Regions from separate parts of the Sus scrofa genome. Here region 2 is linked to region 1. A link is a contact called in public HiChIP or PLAC-seq data. All regions are on one chromosome and are shown on one strand. Each heading gives the region's core, a stretch centred on a gene start, on an enhancer-like site or on the middle of the called end of the contact. The rest is flanking DNA. Distances are from core to core; before and after follow the strand shown.

Region 1 (6,252 bases), core at 1,961-4,460:
TACTAGTTGGGTTCTTAACCTGGGGAGCCACAACGGGAACTCTGACACATGTTAAATAAAGGGGTCCCTAAAGACTCCTGAGAAGGAAACATACCAATTCGCTCTTTCCCGCTTCTTACCTTCCACACCCCCTACCCCCACCCTCCGACACCCCTAGTGCCCACTCCCCCCGCCTTAATACAACCTCCTCCCCCTTGCACACTGTTCTCTCCTGCTTCCTACCTCTACTCATGCCCATCTGAGCGTGAAAACGCCCGTCTCCACACTTCTTCACCTGGAAGCCCCAACACAGCCACTGAGTATCTTTCCCTGAGAGACAGCCTCCCGCCCCTCCCCGCCTCCTGTTGTCCCCACCCCCCCGCCTCCCCCGCACCCCATGAGTTCTTCCTCCTCCAGATGCTCAGACGGTCTGTGCAGACCTCTGTCACCGCACGCAGCACAATGACTGGCAGTTCCTGATTTATCTGTGTGTGTCACCCGTCAGACGAGGAACCCAGTGGCGGGCCAGGGTCTCTTCCATTTTCCCACTAGCATGCTGCCTGGCACGTAGCAGGTGCTCAGCTAATAAATGAATGACCCTCTGGGTGGAAAGGCCACCCACCTTTCTACACATGGAGCATGAGAGGGAGAGAGAGCGCGGGAGAGGGAGGGAGAGAGAGAGTGTGCACAAGAGCAAGTGCGAGTCAGGCAGCTGGGAGTGTGCAAGGTCAACGTTCAAGAGGGCAGGAGTCAATGTGCTCTGCTCGTCGGAAGGCAGCCTGTGGCAGGCGGGCAGCTGAATTCCCATCTAGTGGGAAGAAGCCTCTCCAGCCAAGAGAACAGAACGGGAGGGCTGGGCTGGGCTGGACACCTAAGCTGTGAAGCCACAGGTTCGTGTCAGGCTGAGACATGCAGCCCCAGGTTCGGGAGTGCCCTGTCACTGCTCCCTACCCACTCCTCAATTTCTGCCACCCAGCGGACCTTACAGGCCTGGGCTCCCCAGGCCCCGGGACACGGGGCACCCAGGTGAACTGAGCTGTTTTGGACTCAACCAGGGCACTGTGCCTGGGTTCCAGGATTTCTTGGACCTGTGAAATCTGAGGGTTGCCAACGTTTTATTTTGCTAAAAGGATGTTTTTTAGAAAGCTTCCATCCATCATTTCATAAAAGAAAGGACAATGCCAAGATAGTAGGAAGGATGCAATCTCAGAATAATAGCCGGTCCTTCCCGGATAGGGCGGTTGGCGGCTGTTCAAATCACGCCATACATAAACCACGCTGGTGCAGAACGCAATGTAGACCAGCTTTGGTTTGAGGCCTGGCCCCCCGAAACCGCTCAGCTAGGGCTCTCCCAGCTGGTACTTGTGTCTAACAGGCCTCCTTCCAGCCCCGATTCCGGGCCAAGGCACTTACTGGTCTTTTGGACCCGGAGAGGAGGCCCAGCACAGGAGTTAGGACACAGGACAGGGAAATGTCAACTGGAGAAAAAGGAGAAAACTCTTTGTCCTCCGGGGTGTGCTGGGAAGACGGGTAGGGGCAGGGGAGAGGGGTGTACCCCGCCAAGCTCCCCTCTGGCTCTGCTTCCCCAAACTGGGTAGCACGGTGGCCAGTGGTGGGGGTGGGGGACAGCAGCTGCCCCAGGCTGCAGGCGCCGGGCATTCCTACTCTAAGCTCCCCACATGTCCCCAGAGTCCCCAGCCCCCTTTATAAGGCACAGGGAGCCAAGGAGTCTGTGTGGCCCCGCCAAGTCAGCCCGGAGGCCCGGAGGAGGGAACCCAATCCGAGGTGAGGTGGAGCCGCCCTCCTGTGCCAGCCCTAGGAGCTGCCGCCTGCAGCTTCCCAGAGCCCCTGGCATCTGACCTGTGGCCCTCTGGGTGCCCTGGGGGCCTGGGATCCAGCCAAGGAAGAGAAAGCCAGATGCCTGAGAGGGCCTGGGGGGTGGGTGGCGCTCATGCCCCCCGGGCGCTGCACGCTTTAAATAGCTCAGCTTCTCTCAGCCTAGCAGCCCGCCAGCTTCTTCTTACACTTTCCACACCAGAGACGGCTGATTTCTGGGTCTGGATGGGGAGCGGGTAAGAGGACGGGGTGACCTGGCCTCCATGGGCAGCGGAGTTGAGGAAGGAAAGCAAAGTTCCCTCTGTTCCTCTACAGCTCGTGGGACTTCATCCTCCAGGCCAGGCAAGCATCCTCAGCCCCTGATGGGTGAGGGCCTCATAAGCTCTCCTGTCTCCCAAGGGAGACGTGTGTACCCAAGCCAGGCCACACTCTGCTCAATAAACCCAAGACCAACACCCACATCCCAGAGAGCCTCCATGGCCTCCCTCCCTGCCCCAGGTCCGATTCCCGCAGGGCCCACTCTTGGTGGGGCCATGACCCACCACCGCCCCAGAACCTCCTGGGGCCCCTGCTCCTTCCTGCTGCCCCCGCCAGGCTCCTCTAGCCCGGCTCTGTCTTTGGCAGCCTCAGCATTCACCAGTCCAACCATCACAGCTCCTTCTGTTTAGGTGGCACTTTACAGTTTACAAACTATCTTCACAGCCTCATTTCATAAGAACTTTCCAACCACCCCGCACAATGCACAGGGTAGATATAAATAATCCCCCTTTTAGAGCCAACGAGACCAAGAGCCAGCGAGATTAGGGGATATATCTGAGTTCATAGGTCAAATCACTGATACAATCGAGACCGAAACCCAGGCCTTAACCATGTGCCCTGTACGAAGAATGTCCCCTCTTGCCGCGCCCCTCCCCTTCTCCCACTGTCTGGCAAGAGGGGACAGAGGAACATTGACAGGAACACAAGACAAGGGTGAGGGAGGGCAGGGTCACACGTCTTCTCTCCCAGGCCCTGAACCCTGCTGCTGGCTCCATAGGTCACTTTCACAACCCAGGACAAAAATCTCACTAGATACGGCCTCAGACCGCCTGGCTCCAGCCACCCTCGCCGGCAGACGCAGACACACAGAGAACAGGCTGTTATCTCTCCTCTCCAGCCCGTTTCCTACACTTCTCACACAGCAGATTTCTTCCAGCCTGGCTGCCTCTCCCAGTCACCACCCACAGCCACTGGCCCCTGGGGCCTGGCCAAGTCCCCTAGACAGTGACGCCGAGTCCCTGCTATCAGACAGTCGCCTCTGCCCTCCCAGCCGCCGCCCCCAGAGTTCCCTGGAAATGTCCCTTCTGCAGGCCCGGCCCCCACGGCGACGCATGGCTTTGTCTGCACACACAGCTGACTTGTGTTTGCAGGGACAGACAGGGGCTGGCGCTGGGGCCAGAGCCAGGAGGCGCTGGGAGGGTAGGGCAGACGACGGGGAAAACACAAAGTCCAGAGAACAAACTGTTGCAAGCAAGCCCTCTGGGGTCATTTGGGAGCCTGACAGCAAGGAGGGGGCTGGCGAAGCCAGAAGCTCCTCGAAGACAGGGATGGGGTACTTTACAAAGATACTTCGTCTGGTCTGAGTACAGCAAAGCTGTGCCAGCCAGGAAGGGTAGGTTGACAGAGGTGGGGGCCTGGGGACAGATGGCAGGGAGAGACAGGGCCTTGAGACCATCTACACTCCTTTCTCTGAAGCCCCACCCCAGCGCTCTGCCCCCTAGGTATACAGCGGGTGCTCTATAGGTGCTTGTTAAGCTCAGTCAGCCTCCAGCCATCTTGCCCCCATGGGGTTCTCATTCCAACCAGCTCTCAAGCAGGCTGCCTCTTCTGTCGGGGCTGGAGGGAGAGGAATGGGGCACCCGGGGCAATGCACCAGCACAGTATGTTTTTGAACTTCCCTTTTATAAGGCAGAAGAGCCACAGTGTCTGCGTGGTCACACCACGATTACAGGGAGAGGATGTGCACGCACCCCGGGCCACAGAGGCGCACAGGGGAAAGAGCTGTAGTAAGTGTCCCTCGCCTTCCCGCAGCCCCTCTTCCGACTTTGTCTGTTTTGAACTCTGGGCTACTTAACCAGATTCTGAAATGAAGCCACAGCTGCTGAAATGCATAGGGGTCATAATAAATCAAGCTTGGGGGTGGGGAAGGGAAGTTTAAAAAAAAAAAAAAAAAAAAGGCAAGGCATGGCAGCAGCAGGGAAGAAGGCTTTTCACAGTGTGGCTCCTTCTCCGGAGTGACACTCTGGGCTGGGTGCCGGGGAAACCTTAGAAGGGCTCCTTTGGGATTGAGCAACCAGGCTGCCTCGGCTCACACCCCAGGGTCCTCACTTCTTAATAATTTAGAATGTCAGAAATGAGACAGCATGCAGGCGTGCATGCTCTGTCTTCCTTTTGACTTTGCGGGCCTCATGTCCTGTCCTCTCAGGCTTGGTGGGCAGTGAGGAGTGGACCAACTAGTTGAAGATGCCGCCACTCCTTCCTCTGGCTTAGACAGGTGACAGAGGCTTGAAGCCTCATCTGAGACATGATCCACTTCCTCTGTGGCCAGGGCCTGTCATAGGAGACTTAAACTGCCCCTGACCATGGAGCTGCCAACAAAGGGGCACTCACAGATGCCCATGTGCCCAGGGCATCAGAAGCGCCCACTCAACAGGACCCACTGTAACTCAGAGTTGCAGCCTCCAGCCCCTGGGACTGCCAAGTGGAGCAAATCAAACTGACCTGAGTTCCCTTTGACTTTTTTCATGAATCACGATGGTTCTGGGCTGGAAACTAGTGGGTGGGATGGCCACGGAAGAGAAGCTGAGGCCAGCCGGGGACAGCCTGGTGGAGAGGGACACCTCTGCCCCCTGTTCCCACTGACAGGCAGGGAGCAGCAGACCCTGAGTAACCAGAGCTCAGGTCTGGAAACCATCTCCAGATTCTTTCAGCCATAAGATGACAATGGAGAGATCACATGGCCACTGTTCTATCTGCAGGGGAGGAGGCACCAATCGAGTCATCTGAAAGGCATCTTCTTATCTCATTTTCCCCCACTTACTTTCTACCTTCTACCTGGTCCTGCCCCATGCCCAAAACAAATACCCCTCCAGCCAATAGAGGCACTTGGGCAGCAGGACAGTCTGAGGAGGTGTGGTATAGGGCAATGGGGGTGGGGAGGCACTGGGGTCCAGCTCCGCTTCTACCACTGACTGGCTGTGTGACTTCAAGTGTCTGTGTGACTTCAAGTGTATTTCCTAAGCTTTCTAGCACTTCCCCCGCCTTTTCTATCACTTTCTTTAGCCACATGTAGAATGGAACTAATAATGCCCACCTTGCAAAAGTCTAATGAGTACTTAGGGTGCACAGTATCTGCACACAGCCAGTGCACGATAAATGCCTGCAGAGTGACTGCCGTCCTGGAAGGGGGAAAAGGACAGTGCTCTCAGCCAGACACCTGACAGGAACCCTTAGACCCTGGGGGAATGGCACTATGCAGGCCCACCCTGGGGGTCTGGAAGGGACTCCCAGACCAGAGGTGTCTTGTCTCAGGGCTGGGGCCCCACAGAGGCTGGAAACTGCAACACCAGAGGGTGACTGTGGCAGAGTCACCATTGTATGGCTGAAATCTTCCTTGTGGGAAAACGCAGAGGACCCAAGGTGCTGGGCTGGACTGGGAGGGGCCTGCAGGCAGGTGAGGCTTGCCTTGCGTGCCGGCACCCCCTGCAGGCTGCTCTGCCCACAAGGCAGGCGCTGACTCCCTACCCCAACCAGGAGGGAGGGGAGGAATGGCTAGGACTGCAGACCCCTCCACGTGGGGAGCATCTGCTCTTTTTTGGTCAACTCACCAGCAGCAGCGGCAGTTAACAGGCACTGTCTGTATGCACAGAATGTCTGCTTTAGGATAACAAATTGCTGAAAGGGACCTATGCAATCACTTTTAACCCCCTAATTTAAGGGTGAGGAAGCTGTCAGAAGGGTGGAAGGATGGGCCAGCTGAAGGCAGAGCTGGAGCAAGGGATGGGGATCCTGCAGCTCAGATGCCTCCAATACTGCACCTTCAAGTCCCCTACTTCTGAGCAGCAACCCATCTTCTCTTCCTGCCCCAGTCCGCCCCCAAATGTTTCCCAGGCTCTCTCCAGTCCTGGACCTGCACGCAACCTTCAGAAGCCCAGGGACTGTGGGAGCAGAACGGGAGGCGCCATGAACCCTGCTGCTTGGTGGGGATACTGACCACACCCCTGGACCACATGAGGACACTGAGGCCCGCAGCCAGGCAAGATGCTGGCTTCAGACTTCCTGTCTCCTGCCGTACCCCTCAAGGCTGGCCAGAAAAAATGTGCTGGGAGAGGAGGAATGGGGCTTCTGCAGAGGAAGGGGAGGTAAATGCTGTGGAGGTTACTTTGTGAATCTGTCCAG
Region 2 (6,252 bases), core at 2,762-5,261, 460 kb before region 1:
TTCAGACCTTTTCATGTGTACGTTTCCTCATCTGTAAAATGTGGATAATAATTCCTATTTTGTAGCATCATTGTGAGGATTACAACAATATAACGTGAAAATCTTTCAGAACAGTGTTGAGCACATTTAAGTGTTAGCCAGCCTCTTCTCTCCAAATGTGCAGCATGGGGATAAAATACAGACTTGATTCCGAGTGACTCTTACTGTTCATTATTAATGAGCCTCAAAACTCTTGACAAACATTTGTTTGTAGCTCATCCTTTCGGTACTGTCCTCGAAAGTGATTCCTGGGGTCACAAGCAGAAGACGCTTACGGATAATTTGCTTGATACAATTAGCATGAGGAGAGCCAGGATGAGCGGCTGCAGGGGAGTTGTTCTCTTCCCTTCAGGGAGGGGAATCTAGTTATGCTCTCAAATCTCAGGTGTGTCTGGGGCTTCTTTCAGTAGCAGGGAAAGTTATTCAGAGTCTTTCTGGGGAAAGCATGTTGAAAATGGGTCGTCATTCACCTGGCTAAATGATGTGAACAAAGAGGAGACCTGTTTGGACTGATCTAATTTGCTTAGTGTACATGCTGCGTTCATCCCCCACCTCCGAATCTATGTAGCTGCCTTTTGGGGCAGTCAGCTCGCATTTCCCCATTTCCTTAGGTCATTATTTATTTTCTAAAGGCTTTATTTTCATTTCTTAATAATTGTTGATTAGCTCCTAGAAGTCATCCCTGCCTGTTTCCCATCCTGAGTCGAACCATTTATAAAGCAGTTTCTTTTTTCCACATCTTGGTTTACTTGAAGTGGGATATACTTGATCACATTGAAACAGTTCTGATGACATGACTGAGAATGGCTCTTTATATGTATTTTTTCATTTATGTATCAGTGGATATTTCATAGACCACCACACAGAAAGGGAAACCTAGAAGTCCTTTCTGATAGGTTTTAAAAGAAGGTTTTAGTTTTTAGTTTACCTAAAAGTGACCCCCTGGAGTTCCTGTTATGGCGCAGTGGAAACAAATCCGACAAGGAACCATGAGGTTGTGGGTTCAGTCCCTGACCTTGCTCAGTGGGTTAAGGATATGGCATTGCCATGAGCTGTGGTGTAGGTCGCAGATGCGGCTCGGATCTGGCGTTGCTGTGGCTATGGTATAGGCCGGCAGCTACAGCTCAAATTCGACCCCTAGCCTGGGAACCTCCATATGCCACAGTGGAACCCCAAAAAGCAAATAAATAAATATAAAAAAATAAGTGACCTCTGAAATGTGAATAAAACATTTCACAACCAAAAATTTTTTTAGCAAATTACTGAGTCTTTTACACAGATTCTGTTTTCCTCATGTATCTAGAAACCCCATGTTTTATGTTCAGATTGAATTAGCTTAAACAGATTTTGTTTGCAGAAATCTTCGATTCCTTATGAAGAAATAAGGATAGTGTGAAGATTTTATAGTAGTATCTGCTTTTACATTACAATGATGAAATGGAGTATTTGTGATAATTAAACGATTGAGGCATTTTCAAGCCTATTTTTTTCTTTCATAGTGATATATAGTACTTACTTGAAATTGTGCTTTTCTTTCCTACCAAACCATTTGCATCTATTTTGCTGATGTATATTGCAAACCATAATTAGTAATTCTGACCAGTCCAAACACTGATAGTGATGTAATCTTAGACCATTTTGTTTCAACTTTCTTAAAATTGGATCATATACAAGTGTTATGAATTTTGAAGTAATAATATATCTGCGGCAAATAAAGTGAAAATAAACCTTATTGAAGGCTATCTAACTATCATCATTCCACATATAAAGTATTCACAGCTTGAAGTAATATTCTGCTTTAGCCTTTTATTCTTGATAGCAGTTAACGATGCTGTGCTGTGTTGAAAGGATTTCATCAAATGTATCAGTCAAATTTAGGTTCAGCTGTGAGTAACTGAAAAACTGACAATCCTAGTGGTTTAAAGAAGAAAGAATTTTATTTTTCTCCAGGTAGAAGTTTAAAGCAGACCTTCAAGGGCTGATTAAGGAGACTCTGCTCCAGGAAGTCTATTACTAGTTTCCTTTGTCTGCTATAACAAATCACCACAAACTTAACTGCTGAAAACAACACAAATGTATCATGTCACAGTTCTGTAGGTCAGAAATCTGGCTTAGTTCAGCTGGTGTCTCTGCTCCAGGTTTCACAAGGCCTAGATCAAGTTGTTGGTCTATTGGGCTCTTCTCAGGAGGCTCTGGGGAGCACCTGCTTCTAGATTCCAGGTTCCTTTTGATTGTAGAACTTAGATTCCCATTTCCTTGTTGATGCTTTTCTGGGAGCTGCTCTTAGCTCCTAGAAGCCTCTTGTACAGGCCCCTACATTTCAGAGCCTAATGGCACATCAGATAGTTGGCATGCTTGGAATCTCTTTTATTCTTTGGCCACACCCCCCTGACTCTAGCCAGAGAGAGTTCATTGCTTTTAAGGGCTCATGTGATTAGCTTATGCACATCTGGACAGTCCAGGAGACTCCCCATTTTAAGATCTGTAGTCTTAATTACATCTGCTCATTCCCTCTTTGACTTAGAACATGCGCACAGGTCCCAGGGATTAGGGCATGGGCATCTTGGGGGTAAATTCCTTTCATTGTACCGCCACCACCCCTAGGGGCTGAGCTTTCTGGTAAGGGTCCCAGTTAGCATCTGAGTTCAAGCCCCAGAATGGAGGAGACAAAGAATAAAAGGTGAGTTAAGGCTCCAGGTGACTCTGGAAGGAAGGAAGGAAGGTTTTCTGAAGCGGCCTCAATATCTCTTAAGCCAGAATTTAATCACCTGACCACATGTAGCAACAGGGGAAGCTGAGAAATAGAGTTTTTAATCATTGCAGCCATGTGCTCTGCTATAAAAGTCTGTTGCCAGAGAAGGAGAAAAATGGATACCTGGAGAACAACGAATAGTTGTATTTTTTCTACTTCCTGGAAAACAAAAAACTAGAGGAGATGATGGTAGCACAGCTACCATACCGGAAGAGTGGGACAACAGTGGCTTCCAGAGTGAAAGGCTCTTAGGGGAACACTGAAGAGAAATCCTCAAATAATGCACTTGACATCAGAGCACATATTTCTCTGCCTAGAAGAGCATCTAGCCTTGATTCTTTTTCTGTGCTTATGTACCCAGCACAGTGCTTTCACAAAGTAGGTTTTAGTAAATATTTTTGGAATGAATAAAAAAATGTTGCTACTCATATGGCATTTGGAGTGAGATAAGCTGTTTTATAAAGCTACAGTGGATTTTTTTTAAAAATCCAGCTGTTCTGTGAAAATACATTCTTGGATATTGAATTGAATCTCAACTAGAAATCCCCACACTACCTAACTGATCTGTCCATTTTTGCATTTATGTGGGTCCTTAATGCCCACATTTAAGTATCTTGAGTACCAAAAAAAAAAAATGTAAAAGTACCATTTATGAATAAGAAATTTAGTTTTAGTCCAACAGAATTTCTCTAGGGCTAACTGTAATGAGGCAGAAAGTGATAAATTGTTCAAAGTGCTGAGGGATATAGAAGGAAGAGAGGCGTAATTCTGACCTAGGATAAAGTGAAAGACTCCATGCAGTACATGGCAGAAGCTGAGAAAGTATGCATAATATTTCAACAGGTAAAGGTAGGGGAATAGGAAAATCATACATATGGTGAAAAAACATCAATGGTCTGACAAGAATTTTGGTAATATTTAGAACTGCCTGTGATTATAGAAGAATTGCTTGCTTTTTATTTTATATCAATGTTTACTTCTGAACTTTTGTGCAACCTCTGTTCCTTTCCCTGTTAGCAAAAGTAAAATCACATACAGACACTGTTTTAGGAACCATGTCGATGTGGCCTTTTTCACTTCTCATGAGTACCCCAACCTACATTTAGACTTTGACTGAGGTTCTTCCGGTAATTTTTTAGCTCTAGATGTGCTAGTACAGTGTGAGACATTTTAATGGCTGTTTAATGTCATTATCTTTGGATCTAGACTGCCACTAACTCAAAGGAACTGGACACAAATAGATTCACCCCACCCTGCTCTGTTTTGGGGCATGCTGACGCTAATAACTAAAAGGGGTGTGGTTGCTTTCATATATTTCAGTGTCTTTCACATAGAACAGTATAACAATGACCTATGTTTCAGCTTAACCTGGGAAAACACTGAGGTAACTTAAGCTATTGAGCAGTGGTTATGTACCTTTGGAGACAGCGTAGAAGATTGATGGAAAGCAAAGAGCCGTGAGGCCCTTCTCAAATCCCAAGCTGCTACGATTCTGCGTTTGAATTTTGTGTTTTGTTCTCCTGTTGATTTCCTGTTTTTCTTGGTGGCAGCCACACGAGCCACCAGGGCTCTCAGGCAACTTTACTCCTCCCATAGCAGCACTGCTCTGCTAGTTCTCTGTTCCTTGTTGCACATCAGCTTTCATTTGAAGAAAGGGTTTTCAGGAGTTCCCTTGTGGCACAGTGGGTTAAGGGTCCAGCGTTGTCACTGCAACAGCTTGGGTTGCTGCTGTGTCTCCAGTTCAAACCCCGGCCTAGAAACTTCCACATGCCACAGGAATAGCAGAGAGGGAGGGAGGGAGAGAGAAAGGAGGGAAGGGAGGGAGAGAGGAAGAAAGAAAGGGTTTCCATTGCCTTATTTATTTATTTATTTATTTTTGTCTTTTTGCCTTTTCTAGGGCCGCTTCCCGTGGCATATGGAGGTTCCCAGGCTAGGGGTCTAATCGGAGCTGTAGCCGCCACTCTACGCCAGAGCCACAGCAATGCAGGATCTGAGCTGCGTCTACAACCTACACCACAGCTCACGGCAACGCTGGATCTTTAACGCATTGAGCAAGGGCAGGGATCAAACCCGCAACCTCATGGTTCCTGGTCGGATTCCTTAACTACTGCGCCATGACGGGAACTCCCTCCATTGCTTTAAATAAGTACATGCATACATACCTTCATCAATAAATAACTAAGGTGAAAATTAGGAAATGCTTCTTTAAACGATGTAATAATTAGGCTAATCTTAAGGTTCCTCAAACTTCTCAAAAGGCAATATGTTATTCTGAGGTATGCTGTCCATCTAAAAGACCTAAAAGAATAATAGCATTTTTAAAGTAGCATTAGTGAAGTCAGTGGTTTTTTAAAAATAATGACTCTAGTTATTTAAACTCTGTATTTTCTTATATATTTGTAACATAAAAACATTCTCTTTTGTCTTTTATTTATTTCTGCATATAGGTTATTGAGTTTTTCTGCTTGGCTCTATCATTTACTCTCTCTTGTTCTAGAGTTTTATCTGTTAAAAGATAGAATGTAGATTCTTATGGAGGAAATCTGTTTTATTAATTATAAGGCATATGTCCCAAGCTCCCAAACCAAGTATACTGAGTGTTTTGAATTAAATATTTAGTGTTTCATCGACTCTTTCCTCTGACTTCCATTAAGACCTCTAGAAATAGTTCTTCTCTAATAAGCCTTTTGTTTCTTTGGGGCCAGTGCACGGATTGATAGGGAATGAACCATTGCTGTACTGTTCAATGTGTGGTAAGCTTTTCTCGGTAACATATCTAACTTCAGTATAATTCATTTTTGGTGAGATGGTCAGTTTCTGTCAGAGCAGGAAATACTTGGTTTTTGTTCTCAGCAGATAGTAGTACTTATTTGGGAATAGTAGGACATTTTTGATGATGGCATGGAACAAGAAACTTTAAAAAGGGCTCGATAGTAAAGGTTTTTACTAAGACAAATGATCTGTGCTTGAACAGGATATATAGAACTGAGCCCGGAATCTATAACCTAATTTTCTTCTTCCCTTGAATCCATTTGGTATGTTTGACTAGCAAAAGCTAATATTTCCATAGGTGATTGTTTTTAATTTTTTAGGACAGTATAAAAATTGCTTTATTATGTACCGAAAGTTTCACCTTGTTGAGTTGACAAATACATATCTATTATCATGATCAAGATAAGTTTTATCTCCCTAAAGATTCCCCTGTACAACTCTATAGTCATACCCTTCCAGCCACCCAAACCTTATTCGGTTTCCTTGTAAGTGAAACCGTCTGAGATGTAGTCTTTTGAGTCTGGATATTCATCTGTTTTGTTAGACCATTCCTTTTTATTGCTGGCTAGTATTCCATTGTATGGATACTATAGTCTATCCATTTATCATTTGAAGGACATTTGGATTGTTTTCATTTGGGGGCATTTATGCATGAATTATTATAAGTATGTGTGAAGAATTTTGTGTGA

The links. HiChIP or PLAC-seq counts read pairs in DNA pulled down with a chosen protein or histone mark.
Region 2: an H3K27ac HiChIP or PLAC-seq map of alveolar macrophages shows a contact between it and region 1. The contact joins two enhancer-like sites. A contact is called at or near these places in 2 of 2 datasets of contacts at active chromatin or transcription factors (alveolar macrophages and skeletal muscle).

Annotation. Positions count from the first base shown.
Region 1 is chr1:98,372,754-98,379,005 of Sscrofa11.1, reverse strand. The region is part of intron 9 of CTIF (CBP80/20-dependent translation initiation factor); the gene reads right to left. Among named protein-coding and RNA genes, the nearest start is that of TRNAD-GUC, 150 kb to the right of the region's middle. Within about 2 kb of position 3,210, at least 51 of the 83 cell types and tissues checked have an H3K27ac peak or open chromatin away from gene starts, as enhancers often do. A contact at or near this core is called in alveolar macrophages, where this site is marked.
Region 2 is chr1:98,837,705-98,843,956 of Sscrofa11.1, reverse strand. All of the region lies in intron 13 of DYM (dymeclin), which reads left to right. Among named protein-coding and RNA genes, the nearest start is that of DYM, 180 kb to the left of the region's middle. Within about 2 kb of position 4,011, at least 5 of the 83 cell types and tissues checked have an H3K27ac peak or open chromatin away from gene starts, as enhancers often do. A contact at or near this core is called in alveolar macrophages, where this site is marked.